Linked DNA regions of Zea mays: region 1 is linked to region 2. A link is a contact called in public Hi-C data. All regions are on one chromosome and are shown on one strand. The core of a region is the stretch at or near the end of the contact, and the rest is flanking DNA. Distances in the headings are between cores, read along the strand shown.

Evidence for each region. Hi-C and Micro-C count contacts between places; a contact is called where the count stands out from the background.
Region 1: a contact with region 2 is called in a Hi-C map of ear, with 2.3 times the contacts expected there. The contact joins the enhancer-like site here to the promoter of LOC100284856 in region 2. A contact is called at or near these places in 3 of 25 Hi-C or Micro-C datasets (bundle sheath, ear and tassel).

Annotation. Positions count from the first base shown.
Region 1 is chr1:298,263,419-298,267,923 of Zm-B73-REFERENCE-NAM-5.0, reverse strand. LOC100191645 (putative protein phosphatase 2C 55) reads left to right here. Exons shown (of 5, transcript NM_001137074.1): 5 at 116-766. The coding sequence ends at 412. Among protein-coding and RNA genes, the nearest start is that of LOC100191645, 6.5 kb to the left of the region's middle. Within about 2 kb of position 1,358, at least 10 of the 20 cell types and tissues checked have an H3K27ac peak or open chromatin away from gene starts, as enhancers often do. A contact at or near this core is called in ear, where this site is marked.
Region 2 is chr1:298,004,688-298,009,300 of Zm-B73-REFERENCE-NAM-5.0, reverse strand. It overlaps LOC100284856 (cytokinin-O-glucosyltransferase 2), which reads left to right and starts at 1,334. Exons shown (of 2, transcript NM_001157751.1): 1 at 1,334-1,897; 2 at 2,083-3,085. The coding sequence starts at 1,399. The coding sequence ends at 2,993. It also overlaps the pseudogene LOC100502352.

The DNA.
Region 1 (4,505 bases), core at 109-2,608, 260 kb before region 2:
AACACAGATCAATTCAGATGCCTATTCTTCTTCCCCTGTTGAATTCCTTGTGCAAGCTCTGCATCTTCAAACTACTATTATATAATACTTGTGCTTCATATTTGATTTATTTTAGGTATTTCACTTTCCGGTTGCCCCGGGTGATGTTATCGTTGCTGGCACGGATGGACTATTTGACAATTTATACAACAATGAGATAAGTGGTGTTATTGTTGAAGCTCTCCGGGTTGGACTTGAGCCTCAGATTGCAGCACAAAAAATTGCCGCCCTGGCTCGACAAAGAGCTACGGACAAAAATAGGCAGTCACCTTTTGCATCAGCTGCTCAAGAAGCTGGGTACCGGTATTATGGTGGGAAGCTTGATGACATAACAGTCGTGGTCTCATATGTGAAAAGCGCTGGAGCCCCATGATCTGAGCCTTTCTTTTATTAGATGTAATGTACATAAATCATTGTCCCGAACTGGCGGCGTATGTATGCACCAGGGCATAGAAGCTTATTCTCAAGGTGTGGAATCCCCTGATCCTAGAAGCACCTGTGCTGGGTTCAGTATGGTTGCGCTTTAGCCCTGGAACATGTTAGCAAACCATTGCACCATTTTACTTGTTTGCCACTGTGAGAAATCGTTTTCTCTAATTATCTGAACTCTTGAAGCCAGGGTGGGTTTGTTTCCCCCCTTGGAGTTGGAGGATAATGACCAGCTGGAACCAAATTTTGTTGTAAACAGCGTTGATTGCCGAATGATAGTTATAGACATCTTGGACTAAATGGTGAACCAGCGATGCTGTTTGAAATGCCTTTTTGGTCTCGGGGTCTTTTTGTTTCACTGCTGGCTTAAAAATTGTTGAGTTGTGTGCTGTAAAAAAATGTTGTGAGTTTTGTGATGTGAAAATATGTCATCCTAGAGATTTATATTTGTATGTGTTTTTGTAAGGATGCACGTGCCCCTCCTGAGCTACCATTATCTAATTATGATTGTGGTATTCAATCGAGACATCTAGATACAACTGTACATTATTTCTACACATACAGTCATTTTAATATTAGTAATTGTTTATAAATATTTTGTTTTGTTGTTCTTTAATATTAGACGAGGAGAAACCAGTGAACGACTTGAGAACACTATGATTGTGTAGGTTCAACTGTTCTTGTACCTAGGGGTTTACTAGGGTTTGGGAGAGATTAGCTTTAAGCAAAACATGCACAACTTAATTAGCTCAGTTTCACAAAAAAAACCTTGAAGTTGGAGAGAACTTCACGGTTTTGTTGATGCAACAGAAGAGGAGCTTCACAAACCCTCGTGAAGTTGAATGGAAATTACTCACCTCACCTATGCCGCTAGTTACAAAGGGTAAACGACCCATTCTTTATTTCTTCGACCCCCACCAAACGGATCTGTCCGAGTCCTCTCCATCCTGCTGGACTCCCATTCAATATAGAGTCGAAACCAAACGATGACATCCGACGACGTGGCTTCCGAATCGATCGATTTCGAAGCGTTTCTTTTCTCCCATTTCCAAGTTCCGGGCACTCCCATGGCGCATGGCGCCGGTGGCCATGGTCCGCCCCACACTGGCGGCGAGGGTCGATCTCCCCCGGGCCACAGGCGGCTGGCAGTGCCAAGGGAGAGGACTCTTTGCACGCGGTGGCCGTGGGCCGCACATAGGGCCAGGGCACAGCTGAAGGAGACCAGTGGCGTTTGGCGGCTGTATGGCAGCGATGGCCGGCGACCGCCGACTCCAAGATCCTGCCCCCTGATGGGCATGACAAGCAATGATGGTGGCTTCGACGATGCACAATCATCGATTCTTCAATATACTACACCTACGAAGGCAATTACTATCAAATTGCTGCAATACGCGGTAGTGAATTGGTAGGATTATAATTTGGCCAATCGAGGCTAGCTACCGATTGATAGTTGGTACTAATGCACTTTGAAGAACAAACCAGTGGATCACTGTAGAATTTAGATTGATGTTGGCAGGTAGAGAGAACTTGGTTGAATTTAGGATTTGTTTGGTTGCTGATTAAACAGTACTGTCCTCCCATAACCATGTCATGGTTTTTTCCCCCAGTACGTAAGATAATGTTTGTTTGTATAAACAGTCACATTACACTCCTATATGTGTCACCCTGTTTGAATAAATTAACAGTCACATTTTACTGTTTTTGCTTTGCTTGTTTGAAGTTTGAACACAACAATGACATTGTGCCTCTGGCTGATATAATAGTACGTAGTAGAAAATACGATCAATGCAAAGGGCTCATGGGTAGTTAATCATAGCTAGCCACTCCGAAGATATATATACGCATTGGTTTAAAAGATCTCATAGGGTTAATCATAGTTAATCACTCCAAAGGTATATATTAGAGTTGTGTGACTAAGGGACTGTTTGGTCCGGGGTTAACTGTGCCACACTTTGTCGCCACACTTTGTCTAAGGTTAGTCGTTTAAATTTAGGAACTAACCTTAGAGCATCTCCAAAAGCTCCCCAGAAGTCTCCCCTAAATCTATTTTTTTGGGAAAAACACAAAAACATGTCTCCAACAGTTCCCCTAAAGCGCCCCCAACTTTTTCATAGCCCTTAAAACTCCCTCATTTGTAGCTACAAATGAGGGTTTTTTTGGGCTCCCCAGAAACAAACTGCTGATTTAAGGGATCTGTTGGAGAAAGGATTAAAATTTACCCCCACTTATTATTTAGATGTCCCTTAAAACTGATTTTGAGGAGTCGTTTTATGGAGAGCTCTTGGAGATGCTCTTAGATAGAAAAGTTAGACAACAAACCAAACATACCGTGATACTTAATGAGCCGTGACCTAGCCACCTAAAAACAACCAACTAAATTTGTTTTGCACCAACTATGATAACTCATGCCAGCACCAGCACCAGGCTAGATGTTCTATTTATTTCAGCATAATTATTTAGCTTACATGCCACTATATTCCTTTTTCTTCACGAAAACTTGAAACATTAAATATTACTTCATTTTTATTCACTTTGTTTATTGTGACTTAAATATTATTTTATGTTGTATCTTTAATCAGGTCACTTTGATTGACTATGAGGATATGTATGTTTACTTTATTTTGTAATCATATATGCTATCATTGCTCCATATATTCATGTATCTATTTTTGAACATGTGTATGTGGATTTGCAGATTTTTGAAAGTGATAGTGATTGTTATATGGATAACTATATGAATGTAAGTGATGAGTTTTTGGATATTATTCTTAGTGATGTGAAAATGGTGAAAAAATATGTTGAGCTATACCTAAAAAAAATCCACCAAAGATAGTAAACACTTGTCGTATGGGATGGGTGCTAGAAACATTGAAGACCCTGGGTGAATGTCATAGGAAACTTTGTATGATCACACAAGTATTCATGAATATGAACACTTGTCGTATTCATGAATTATTAGTGTCAAGGTATGGCCTAAAACCATCCTTGCATATGAACACATATGAGGCTCTTGCAATTTTCTTGTTCATATGTGCTGATAATGAGTCAAATAGGAGGTGCCAAAACTGTTTCAATCATTCTGGTGAAACCATTATTAGGAAGTTTAGTGAGGTTTTGGATTGTTTGATGGAAATAGATAAACATTTTATTTTATTGTTCCAAAAGATGTCAATTTTCACACCACACACAAAAGGATAAGGGATGATTGGAGAGCTTATCCACACTTCAAAGATTGCATCAACGCTCTAAACGGGACACATGTTAGGGTGGCTCTCAATCCTAAAGACCAAGTGAGATACATTGGAAAAACCTGAGTACCTACTCAAATTATCCTTGCAGTTTGTGATTTTGTCACGAGATTCACATACTGTCCATGGGATAATCGAGAGCAATACATGCCACTAGTGTGTTGTATAATGCAATGAAAGTGGGTCACAAATTCTTTCCACATCGTCCAAAAGGTGAGACTGTGTTGTCTAATAATGTCACCATTGTTCTTTTGCGAAATAATGTTGGCTATTACTTTAAGTAATTGTGCTCTCCTCGTTTTATAGTAAACTACCATGTCGTTGATGCAAGATATCCTAATCGCATTGGGTACTTGGCACCTTACAAGGGTGAGAGATACGACATACCAAAGTGGTATAGAGGTATGGAACCAATAACTCCTAATGAGAAGTTCAATCGCATTCATGCATCCATCTGCAACGTTATTGAGAGATCATTTGTTGTGTGAAAAGCGAAATGGCATACTCTCTATAGAATCCCGTTATATCCTATATGGAAGCAAAATATGACAGTTGTGGCGACAATGGTGCTTCATAATTATATTCGTGAGCATGGCGTCGAGGATATAGATTTTGACAGTGTGGAGCGTGATGAGGATTATGATCCAACAATATCATGAAGGTACAACAAATACGTTATGCCATCGTATGGATCCACCTCACACCAACTATGCATATATTCCTTGATGAATTAGCAACAAGAGTTCTCTAGGTTGGAACTAGAATATTTTATTGTAGCAATGCATTGAG
Region 2 (4,613 bases), core at 85-2,584:
TAATCCATAGTATTTATACAAAAATTGGCATCATCCCGTGAACGTGGTCCGATGCTCCTCATGTCCGCCTCTAAAATTAATATGCATTTTGATAGACATATACATATCCTGCTATATACACATGTAAATTTGCTTGAGTTAGTGTTACAAGTCATTATCTAGCGAGGACAAAATCTTTTGTCTTCAAATCATTATAGGGCACCCGAAGGGCACCTAATGTTTTAGTGATCTATTATTACAAGTATCGATAGCTCATATTGCATGTAGCGGTGATAATTTGATAACATTTCCGGTGAAAATGAGAAAAAAATCCCCTAAACCCTAGCTCTTACTTGAACACCGGCTAATCAATCCTATACATCGGTTTATCGGCTTTGGGGAGCGGCTAACCGCTAATACTAGCCGATATATCGGTTTTTTCTTTTTTGTATTTTTTTCAAAACTTCCATAATTTTTAGTTTGAAATCTGTTGTCTATTTTGAAATTTGGTTTTAGCGGAAAGTTTGCAAATAATCCATAGTATTTATATAAAAATTGGCATCAAAAGTTTCCAAATTTTATATTTTTTTAAATTCAAAATCCAAAATCGGTGTATTGGCCTTACCGGCCGGGTGCAGATAACCGGCTAGCTGTCCGGTTAACCGGATTACCGACCGGTTTGTGGACCCTTGCTTATGGTCGTATAGAGAACACGTATCTAGATTAGTAATTTTAATGGCCTCGTTGGATGGATTTGGACATCATGTGGGTATGATTACTCGCACGCCCTCCACGTGATAGTGGCTGCTCAACTCGACTAGATAGCGATGCATAATGCAGGTTACTCTATATCACTATTTATAGTTTAGTTATTAAAATTCCTTACTCTATATTAAAATTCTCCTCACCCATATCCCTCTATATATTCCCTTATTATCAACTACTACATATCTGTTCACTCTAATCTAACTACTATATTTTTTCCCTCTATATAATAGATGATTTTGGTACTGTCAACAAGTAGTGCGGAATGAAATGGCACGCACCATATTTGGCGGATTCCTGTTGCTCCGGAGCTATGCAGTGCACTATGGCGTACAGCGCTGCAGCATTCTCTTCCAGTCTTCCTGTACTGTACGTGTTTTTGTTGGAAGTTAAGCCGAAGCCCAGTGCAGATAGCTTTACAACGAAGTAATTCCAGATTTGTAGTGGACATTAACTAATTCCGTCTCGCTGATTCTTTTAAAAGAAAGAAATAATAATAACGTAGGCAGTTATGTCGGCGGAGCGATGGCCGCCTGCCATCCGGACGCCTCTGCAGCCCACACCGCTATATTACGCAGCTTCCCAGATAGAGACTGATACACGCTCAGTCGCTTACGGCTCACCCAAGACCAAGAACCCCGGGCGGACGAAAAGATGGGCGCCGATGCCGCACGCACGCCGGCGCCGCACGCGCTGCTGCTCCCTTACCCAGCGCAGGGCCACGTGATCCCGTTCATGGAGCTGGCCGACCGCCTCCTCGACCGCGGCTTCGCCGTCACCTTCGTCAACACCGAGTTCAACCACCGCCGCGTCGTCGTGGCCGCCGGCGGCGGCCGGGCGCCCGATGGCCGGCTGCGGCTCGTGGGTGTCGCTGACGGGATGGGCGACGGCGAGGACCGCGACAACTTCGTCCGCCTCAACGCCTGCATGAAGGAGGCCATGCCGCTGCGGCTCGACGCGCTCCTCGACGCCGACGACGAGCGCCTCGGCAGGGTCACGTGCGTCGTGGTCGACGTCGGCATGTCGTGGGCGCTGGACGCGGTCAAGCGGCGTGGGCTCCCGGCCGCCGCACTCTGGCCCGCGTCGGCGGCCGTGCTCGCCGTCCTGTTCGGCGCCAAGAAGCTCATACGCGATGGCGTCATCGATGACGACGGTGAGTACTCGTACTGTCGTACTCATTATTAATATTAATGGCCGCTACAGTGCGGGGCAGCACAACTGTGACTACTTTACTCATTATTAATGGCGTCGGCGTCGTCGATGGCTGCGTTCTTGGGCTGGGAACCAATGGCCAAAGGCCCAAAGGCCAAAGCTGAAGAATGGTGCGCGTGCGTGCAGGAGCTCCAGTGAAGCAGGAGAACCACTCGTTCCGGCTGGCCGAGTCGATGCCCCCCATGGACGCCGTCTTCCTGGCGTGGAACTACATGGGCAACCGCGACGTCGAGCGCATGGTCTTCCACTACCTGACCACCACCGCGTGGGCCGCCGTGGCTAAGGCGGACGTCGTCCTCTGCAACACCTTCGAGGACCTCGAGCCGGACATCTTCGGCGCCCACTCCCCGGCGGCCGCCTCCATCCTCCCGATCGGCCCGCTGCGCACCTGCCAGCGCCGGACGAGCGAGGCGCCGGCCGGGCACTTTTGGCGCGCCGACGACGAGGCCTGCGCGTCCTTCCTGGACGCGCAGCCCCGTGGGTCCGTGACGTACGTGGCGTTCGGGAGCCTGACGGTCATGAGCCCCGCGCAGCTCCAGGAGCTCGCGCTGGCCCTGCTGGCCTCCGCCCGCCCCTTCCTGTGGGTGTTCCGGCCGGGGCTGGCGGCCGAGCTCCCGCCCGCGTTCACGGATCTCCTGCCACGCCATGCGAGGGGCAAGGTGGTGGAGTGGGCGCCGCAGGAGAAAGTGCTCGCGCACCCTGCTGTCGGCTGCTTCCTGACGCATTGCGGGTGGAACTCGACGCTGGAGGGCGTCCGCCATGGCGTGCCTTTGCTTTGCTGGCCCTACTTCACCGACCAGTTCACGAACCAGGCATACATTTGTGATATCTGGAAGGTGGGGTTAAGGGTGGTGCCCGACGGCGGTGATGGCATTGTCGCCAAGGAAAGGATCATGGAGAGGTTGACGAGCCTAATGGGTGACAGTGGTGTGAAGGAAAGGGTGAAAAGATTGAAGGAATTGGCAGAGAGGAGCATGGGGCCTGAGGGCAAATCTTTGAAGAACATCAACGCCTTCATGGAATCCATGACGAAGTGATTGTTATTGTGTTATTGTTTTATTTTCGGGAATGACTAGCCCTGATGTCCAAGGCATGTTCCAACATCCAACAAGACCATATAAGATATCTGGAGAAAATATCTTCAACGATTTATCAAAATACATGTTGCAATATCAAGAAATATGAAGAAAAAATATCACAGTACCATCAATTCGACCGGGAGAAAAAAAGCACACACGAAACTAAAGTAGCATCATTCATAGATTAATCAATGAAAAAAGTACATCAACAAAAATATCTGATATTACACGGTACAAAGTCATAACAGTGTCATTAAAGTACATCGATCGTGCATTATTGAAAAAAATATCATATCTTATGATACTTAAACGGACTAAGCGAAGAGCTCAGATTTAAAAAAAATACAAGCAACTACGTTAAATCAAGCACTTGAATTGAGATGAGCAAATTGCATAGAAGGAACACAACAACAACAACAACTAAACTATGCTTAGTTGGTAATCAAAATCAATTAGTAGCAGTTGAAGATTAGAAGCAGCAACAGCCGATTTCTTAAAAATCTGAAGCGAACGTGGCATTTGGCTTTATTTATTTATTTATTTATTTATTTATTTATTATATGGCTACAATTTTACGATTCTAGTAACAATGATCAAACTTTCGATTTACACTATCGTAACGTAAAAAAATCGTATTCATATCTTTTGAGGTTTCATCTGATTTTGGATGACATTTTAAATAACTTTTGGTTGTTCGGATAAGATTAATATATTATGGCACCCTTCCTGCCACGACGGGCAACCAAAATCTCCGGCACAGGCTACGCAAAGAGTAATCACAGGTCAAACCACGGAAGTTTTTTTTTTCCAACCAGGCGATCTCCGGTCCTTGCCCCTCGTCACCTCGTGGTGGGTCATTGGATCACTGCTTCCTGCAACCTCCAACCGGGCGGGCGCGGGCCACTGGACCAGCGACACATCCGGGGAGAAGAAAGCTCGGAGGATCCGAACGACGCTGACGGCGAGGCCGTAACCGCAGAGCAGCGGTTGTTGGGATCTCCTGCTCCTGGTCCTGGATGCTGGCACTTGAATTCCAGCATGAGGTAAGCTGCAGATTCTTCCTTCTAGTCTGCAAAGAGAAGAGAGGGGTCATTTCTTCCGGCTTGATGGGCGGTTCCTTCGCTTCATGGGATCCCGGCCCAGTTATTGTTATACAAAAAGTCGCTTTGCTTTCGTAGCTGCGTTCAGTGCGTCCTTCAATTGGGGATCCAAATCTAGTGTCTTATAAAGGGCCGTCGAGTTCGTCGTGTTAATCCCTCTTGATTGAGGTGAAAGGAGGGATTTTTTTCCTCCTGGGGAGAGTTGACTCAGGGTGCTATGGAGCTGGATTGTTCCGCCACTCAGCCTCGAGTGGATTGGAGGATTCCTGAGCCTGTCAACGCAAGTACGTAACACGGATGCGTTTGAGCAATGACTTTGGCTGCCATCTGTATTCAGGGGAGTGCTCACGTTGCGCTTGAACTTCTGAAAGATAAATTAGAATTTATATACGGTAATTTCTCAGGGAAGTGAGGATTGTACAATGATCTCGAGACTGAAAGGTGCCAATGTGGTCTCTGGAACACCGCTACAGTGTTT